Linked DNA regions of Xenopus laevis: region 2 is linked to region 1. A link is a contact called in public Hi-C data. All regions are on one chromosome and are shown on one strand. The core of a region is the stretch at or near the end of the contact, and the rest is flanking DNA. Distances in the headings are between cores, read along the strand shown. Region 1 holds the start of toe1.S (target of EGR1 protein 1). Region 2 has its middle 11 kb from the start of tesk2.S.

Region 1 (3,496 bases), core at 298-2,797:
CCTTTTCTAGGGGGGAAAAGGGCTATCCCTCTCATGAGTGTTATTGGCATAAATAAAGGAGTGATCTCACCAGTACTCTGCTTGTGGTTAAAGAGTTTGTTCACCTTTAATTTAACGTTTAGTATTATGTCGAGAGTGATATTCTGAGACAATTTGCAATTGGTTTTCATTTTTTATTATTTGTGGTTTTTGAGTTATTTAGCTTTTTATTCAGCAGCACTCCAGTTTGCAGTGTCGGCAATCTGGTTGCTAGGGTCCAAATTACCCTAGTGACCATGCACTGATTTGAATGAGAATATGGAATATTAATAGGGGATGGTCGGAACAGAAAGATAAGTAATAAAAGTTAGCAATAACAATACATGTGTAGCTTTAGCGAGGGCTAGAAGAGTCAGGAGAAGGCAAATAATTCATAAACTACAAAAAAATAAATAATGACGACCAATTGAAAAGTTGCTTAGAATTGGCCATTCTATAACATACTAAAAGTTAACCTGGATTGGGGAGAGATCTAGGGGCAAATTCACTAAGATTCGTAGTTGCGCCAGTGTCCGCTTCGCCACACTTTCGCCAGCAATATGCAAATTCACTAAAATCCAAAGTTGTGCTCAGGGGAAGCGTAAGGTTGCGAAGTTGCACTAGCATTCATTCGCCAAGAAAAGCAAAGTTACGCTAGCGATGCTTAATTTGCATACAGCGCCAAATTGAAGTTACAATGGAAGTATATATGTAGCATCACTACACAAGCCTGGGAAACCTTCAAAACAGCAAATCAATTTTTTATTTTGCCCTACACATGTGCCCACTGTATAGTTAAGGTGCCATGAGTTAGGAAATGTAGGGGGGAAGGAGGGTAGCCCCAAAAAAGCTTTCGATCTTTTTCAGCCTATCACCCATAAAAAAAGAAAAAACTTTTTTTGAAGCAATCCCTATCTACTCTATTGCACTTCGCCTGGTCTGAGGTGGCGAAGGAAGTCTGGCGTAAAAGGTAGCGTTTAGAAAAATGCGCGCGTCAGTGAATTTGCGTAGTTACGTCTGTTGCGCAAATTCGCCAGGCGTAAGGGTGCGAAGTAACACTAGCGAATTTACGCCAGTGTCCATTAGTGAATTTGCGAAATAACGAAAATGCGCTACGCTAGCGTTAGGCGCTTCGTCGGAATTTGCCCCCTAGAGTTTCCTTACACCATATTTTTTACACTTTGTAAATAAGCTTTCCATTTCTCGTTTTAACTGCCTGCTATGAATGGTAAAATCTAGGCACTACACCAAGTACCTGAAGGTACCGAAGATTTCAAGTGTCTGTTCTTTATTTTTTGCAATTTGTTGGTTGTAACTAAGTGTAAGATCACCAGGGCAATGGCAGCAAAAGACAAACAGGCTATTTTGAGCACGTTGCCTTCCACTGTTTAGTAGCTAGGGAGGTAGCACTTGCAAACGATTGCTAGAGCAGGCTTCTGCCTCTGTTTTTTAACTAGAATAATAGGCTAGAGGGGGACTTCAGCGATTGGAAAAAATGTCATTTTTATGCTGCCACCCTTGTGCACAAAATAGAACGCATAAAACAGAACACGTGATTAGACGTCATACGTATGCGCCGGAAGTAAAGGGGAAGCTGGTAGTTGCCCATGAGTGCAGAATAGCTCATACTCCGAGTGAGTTATTCTGTGCTTTCATTTGTACTAAGAAATACTTTACGTCATTTGTACCTGGTCTAATAGCTTAGAACAAAGGCAATCTTATTCCGTATAGTGTTATAGGCAGACGAGAGCTTGATCGTACTGTGACGCGATACCAAATCCAAGTTGCTAAAATGAGGTCTGTTAGGAATTCTACATGCACGGGCTTGTTACTGCAATACAGTCTGTTCCACGCCTTCTGCTTTTGACTCATGAGGCTATAGTAGTGGTTTCTTTTATTAGTATAACTTTAACTAACTCAAACTAGATTAAAAATGCTATATAGGTGAAGCATAGAGTTGCAGTTTCATTAGCAGATAGAGTATTGTCTTTTTTTAGTGAATGTGAAGGTGCAACAGAATACAAATAACTGTCCAGATTTACATGGTTTTTCTTTTGCCTCCCCTTACATGCAGGCAACCAATGAGATGACCATGACCAGTTTAATAATCCCTGTGCTTGACATCCACAATGAGAACTTCAGTGAACTCTGGCCTTCCTTGTTGCTGGCTCTGAAGACATCCACCTTTATAGCTGTAGACACTGTAAGTGCCAGCAGTAAAATGGCTAACAATTCCCCTAGTGAAATATAAAGGAAATATTGACTTAACCAAATAAAGTTTCAGAGGAACTGGAAACTAAAAATGAGTCTCTCAATATTATCTTGAAGTTGTATGATAACAGTAGATATAGAAATAATTGCAATATAGAACCCATAATAGAAAAAAATTGAGATAAAAAGAAAACCTAACTAAAATTATGCATTAGGTAGTTTTAGGATATATATTTTGTTGCTTTTAGCACCATTCTTATTTTATGTATACATGCAGAGTTTTAATTTTACAGTGCAACCCTACTGTTATATGAAGCCTTGATGAATTCTTTCAGTAGCCTTTTTTCAGCATAACGGAAAAGGTTTGTTAAAAATTAGTGAAAATCCTTTAAAACTAAATTAAAGAGATCTAACTCACTGTGCATTCCTTGTCTTTGCAGGAGCTAAGTGGCTTGGGAGAAAGGAAACATTTGCTAAACCAGTAAGTAAGAGACCTGCTCTTGGAGCTGAACCTGTTGATAAAGTGACTTAATTAGACCCCAGCATTTCAACTGGGGCAGGGCCTTAGAGTTACAGTACTACAATCGCCTAAGCCTCTTTACCAAAAAAAAGTCACATAGTAACTTTTCTCTTTTCTCATGGCATGTCATGTTTCTGTGCCATAGTAGACTTTTAAACTAAACTACAGTTCTTGTCATTTATTGTATCACACAGCAGGTAAAGGGATGGACTCAGATTAGCTTTCTACAGCTTTCTAAAAAATAGTTGTAGTCATACTCTTAAGTTATCTCTCTCTCTCTCTCTCTCTCTCTCTCTCTCTCTCTCTCTCTCTCTCTCTATATATATATGCGCTATCTACGAATGTGTCAGCATCCTTAAAAAACAGAGTCCGGTCCCTCCTGTTTATTTCAAGGCTTTCTCAGGCAGAGTTAAAAAGAAAATTAAAATAAATTGCAAAGAGGTCTCTAATTAAAAAATGCTGGCACAATATCTGTGATACATACATTTTAAAAACACTATAAGCATTAGTTCTAATATCTGTCCTTAGTCTATGCAATGTAGTTATTGAGCGGCTTTTCCCAGCCTTGATTTGCAAGATATGGTGGAAGTACTTCTGCATCTAGGGACCAAACTGTTAAACCAGTGTAGCACTAAAGAGCATTTAATTGTAGTGCAAGGTATTACATTTGTAGTAGGAAGTTGTAGAACATAGTTTATTTATAACACATGTTTTGTGTACTTGTCTCATTTTAATCAGTCCTCAACA
Region 2 (3,496 bases), core at 451-2,950, 68 kb after region 1:
ATGATATTTTGATCTGCGCTGGGTTGTGTACAATAATCCGAAGATTTCATGGTTTTCAGGCATGTTTTTTCAGGTGTTTTCCCGCAAACAAAATCTTTCGGAAAAGTGCATTATTAAATAAGTAGAAAAACCAGTGCGGATTTGGTCGGAGTTGTTTTCAGTAAATATTGAGATACATTCAGCCTTTGATAAATGGGCCTCCCCAGTTTACCATGTGCTAACTGCAAAGTTGGCATAAGTACACATACATCATGGCTGTAATGAAATATCTCAACCACAAAATGAGGATTCAGGCATTATGACATCACAAAGGTCACTAATGTGGTCTATGTCCAATATGTTTTTTCTGTAACTGGAACGAGAGGTGGTAGGCAGAATAGAAATGTGCTTAGGGCCCAATGGGGGGGGGTGCCTCTTTTGCCTACTCCTGCTTTGATTTTTGTACCTTGCCTGGTGATACAATGCAAACCTAGAGCAGCTTGTCTGCTTCTATGAAAGTAGTTAAGAGCTCCTTTGAACAGCCGGAGGTATTGCATATATTCACATTGAAGAGATCATCTAGCACTGGAATCCCATTGCTATTCCTCTCTGGTCATGCTAAATGAGAAGAGTAACTTTTAAAGTGTGAAGATTTCTTCTTTTGCAACTGCATAACAAAAAGAAATCACACCCACAGCATGTTCTTCCGGTCTTGTTTCTGAACAGTAGGGACTACGTTGTGGGTGAATTAACTGCCACAAACAGATACCATTCAACAAAAAAACAATTGTTATTTGGCATTTCCAAATCCTTTACATATAATATTTTTTTTTCTAAACTTGCATAGATAAATCCACCCACTTATACTGATGCAACACTTAGTTACTTAAGGGTTAAATCTTACCAGTGAATCCACTGAATGTAGAAATATTTCTCAGGCACATTCTGCAAAAGAGAAACTATATTTAGTTAGTGCATTAGATGCAGAAAAAAAAACAAGCTAGGAAATCTTATAGTCAAAGCTATTGGATTTAAATAGCACCATTATGTTTAGAAGTGCAACTGCAACCATATTTACATCATAACTTATATTTAAACACTATATTTAGTGTTTAGTGTTGAGACTACCAGCTATTATTGGCCTCTCATTGTTACTTCATTCCATTATATAAGACACATAGGGCCAGAGTGAATTCAGTCATAGAAACTTATCCAATGACAACAGGGCTGGAACTAGGGGTAGGCAGAGTAGGCGCTTGCCTAGGGTGCAAAGCTGGGGGGGTGCCAGGCACGTACCTGCTCTGTCGCCTACCCCATGTAAGGTCCCCTCTCTCCACATCTTTTTACGCTTCCACGCATGCGCGCACGCATGGTCTGGCCTGGCTCTGCATGACAACTCAATAAAAGTCTATAGGAAAAATTTAATTAATAGATGGCTATGCCTTTTCAGGGCTGTTACTCATAGGTGTATTTTTTTCTGTGTTTCTCAAACGCATGCTGATCGTGAGTTTTTAAGTGCAACTACGTTTTTGTCTGTTCCAAACAGTGGTGTAACTAGATATTAATAGCCCCACAGCAAATTACTTTTCAGGCCCATCAAAATGTCTAGATATTGACCTGTTTTACCAATATTTATATTGAACTTATACAAGAATTAGGGCCTCATGGGGCCCCTGCAGTCAACTTCCTCTGTAGTTATAGCCCTGGTTCAAAATGCAACCCTCTATTCTATCGACAGCTGAACGTGAGTCAAGTGCATGAAATGCTGCATGCTGGGTCTAAACAAACGCAATGAAATGCAAATGGAGTAAAACACAAATTAGAATGCTCATGAAACACAGAAAGAAATAGCCAGCGCTTGGTCTAACCCACAATCTGGAGTTGCTAATTAGCTGCTAATAATGATAAAAAAGGCAGTATTTGTACACAAAGAGACATAATGCCAATGCACAGTTTGCCTTTAAAAATAATTATTACAAAAAATGAGGTGTTAGTACCACACTTTGGTTATGTAAGCTCATGTGCCACGTCAAGGCCCCTCATTGTATGACGAATTTCCAGGTTTTAACACGAAAATTCAGCTTCGCTAGTGCAGTGATCGCTATTGTGCGCATTGCACTAGCGATGCGGCCCCCTTTGACCCACTCCAACGCTGATGTTTTAAGTGCAGAGCAGAAGAGGAATCAGACTCAGGCTGCAGCAGCCCCAGGACCGCCCCTTGTTGTGGGGATGATGGTTTTGCATCATGATTTGTGATTTTGCCAAAGGTAAGAGATTTTAGAAATGTAATAAAATTACCTAGTGTGCAGCGGCGTGGACGGCCGCCACGCCGCCGCGCTCCTGGTCCGGCGCCATCTTGATTCTTCTAGGGCGCGCCTCTTAAAGGTACTGGTACTACGCCAGCGCGTATTGACGCTCGTTTTGGCGCCAATTTCAAATGTATATAAAGCCCATTCTGACTCCCAGCCAGTGCCCGTGATAGAATCTTGATTCTGGTGGTTCCTGAAGCCTTGTGCTGTCTGTTCCTGTGTAATTTGTATCTGCTATTCCGGTTTTGATCCCTGCCTGTTCCCGACTATTCTGATATCCGAATCCTAACCTTAGCCTGCATCTCGACTACTCTTTCTGCCTGACCCCATCTGTTTGATTACCCGGTTTGACCCTTGCCTGCCTGACGATTCTTGATATCTGCCTGCCTCGACCTTGCCTGCCTGACGATTCTTGATATCTGCCTGCCTCGACCCTGCCTGTCTGACGATTCTCTTGCCTGCTCCATTTGTACCGTGACCTTCGGCCTAAAAGACTATCTACCTGCCGTGCCCCTCTGCTAGCCAGAACATCTCGCCTTGTACCCCTCGTTAAGTCCAGGTGGCACCCAAGTAAGCTGAGGGCTCCTCCCGAAGCCCAACGGTGGTCACACTACTGGTGAAGCCGAGCCGAGACCAGGGTACTCGGCACCTGTTCTGGTATTGGGTGCCGGCCGTGACAAAATGCTTCTGTGGTAAAATTACAATTACAATAACGGTTTCATCTGAAAAAAACCAAGGTATTTTTGCATTGTGAAAAAGTACAGAGATTATTATTATCCACCATTGCATTCCACTTCAACCAATGGGAGCTCTTCCCAGCCTTCCACAGCCCTCCCCTCTATCTAGAGCTGTCTGGGCATTGTGTTTCAAATAGGGTTGCCACATTTTCTGGAAAAAGCATATCAACTTTCCTATATGTTTATATTCATTCCCTATTAATAACATTGGCTTTAAGCATCATTTTTAGCATCCAGGCTGGTAAAAGCTGTGAGGTGGCAACCCTAGTTTAAAAAAGGTATTGGCAACACTGGAGCTTTTTTGTTTGCAGTTGTGGCATGGTGAAAAGGAGCTACAAGGCAGGGCAATATATAGGGGCAGATTTATCAAAGGTCGAGGTGAAGTTTCAAAGTGAAAAACTTCTAATTTCGCGCTATTTTTGGTGTACTTCCACTCGGGAATAGTCATACTTTGATTCTAATTTGAAAAAA

What was found. Hi-C and Micro-C count contacts between places; a contact is called where the count stands out from the background.
Region 2: a contact with region 1 is called in a Hi-C map of the XL177 cell line, with 4 times the contacts expected there. The contact joins the enhancer-like site here to the promoter of toe1.S in region 1. A contact is called at or near these places in 2 of 4 Hi-C or Micro-C datasets (the XL177 cell line and the XTC cell line).

The regions. Positions count from the first base shown.
Region 1 is chr4S:70,848,811-70,852,306 of Xenopus_laevis_v10.1, forward strand. toe1.S (target of EGR1 protein 1) reads left to right here and starts at 1,548. Exons shown (of 8, transcript XM_018260838.2): 1 at 1,548-1,652; 2 at 2,093-2,221; 3 at 2,670-2,710. The coding sequence starts at 2,105.
Region 2 is chr4S:70,916,916-70,920,411 of Xenopus_laevis_v10.1, forward strand. No RefSeq gene overlaps it. Among protein-coding and RNA genes, the nearest start is that of tesk2.S, 11 kb to the left of the region's middle. Within about 2 kb of position 1,701, at least 1 of the 7 cell types and tissues checked has an H3K27ac peak or open chromatin away from gene starts, as enhancers often do.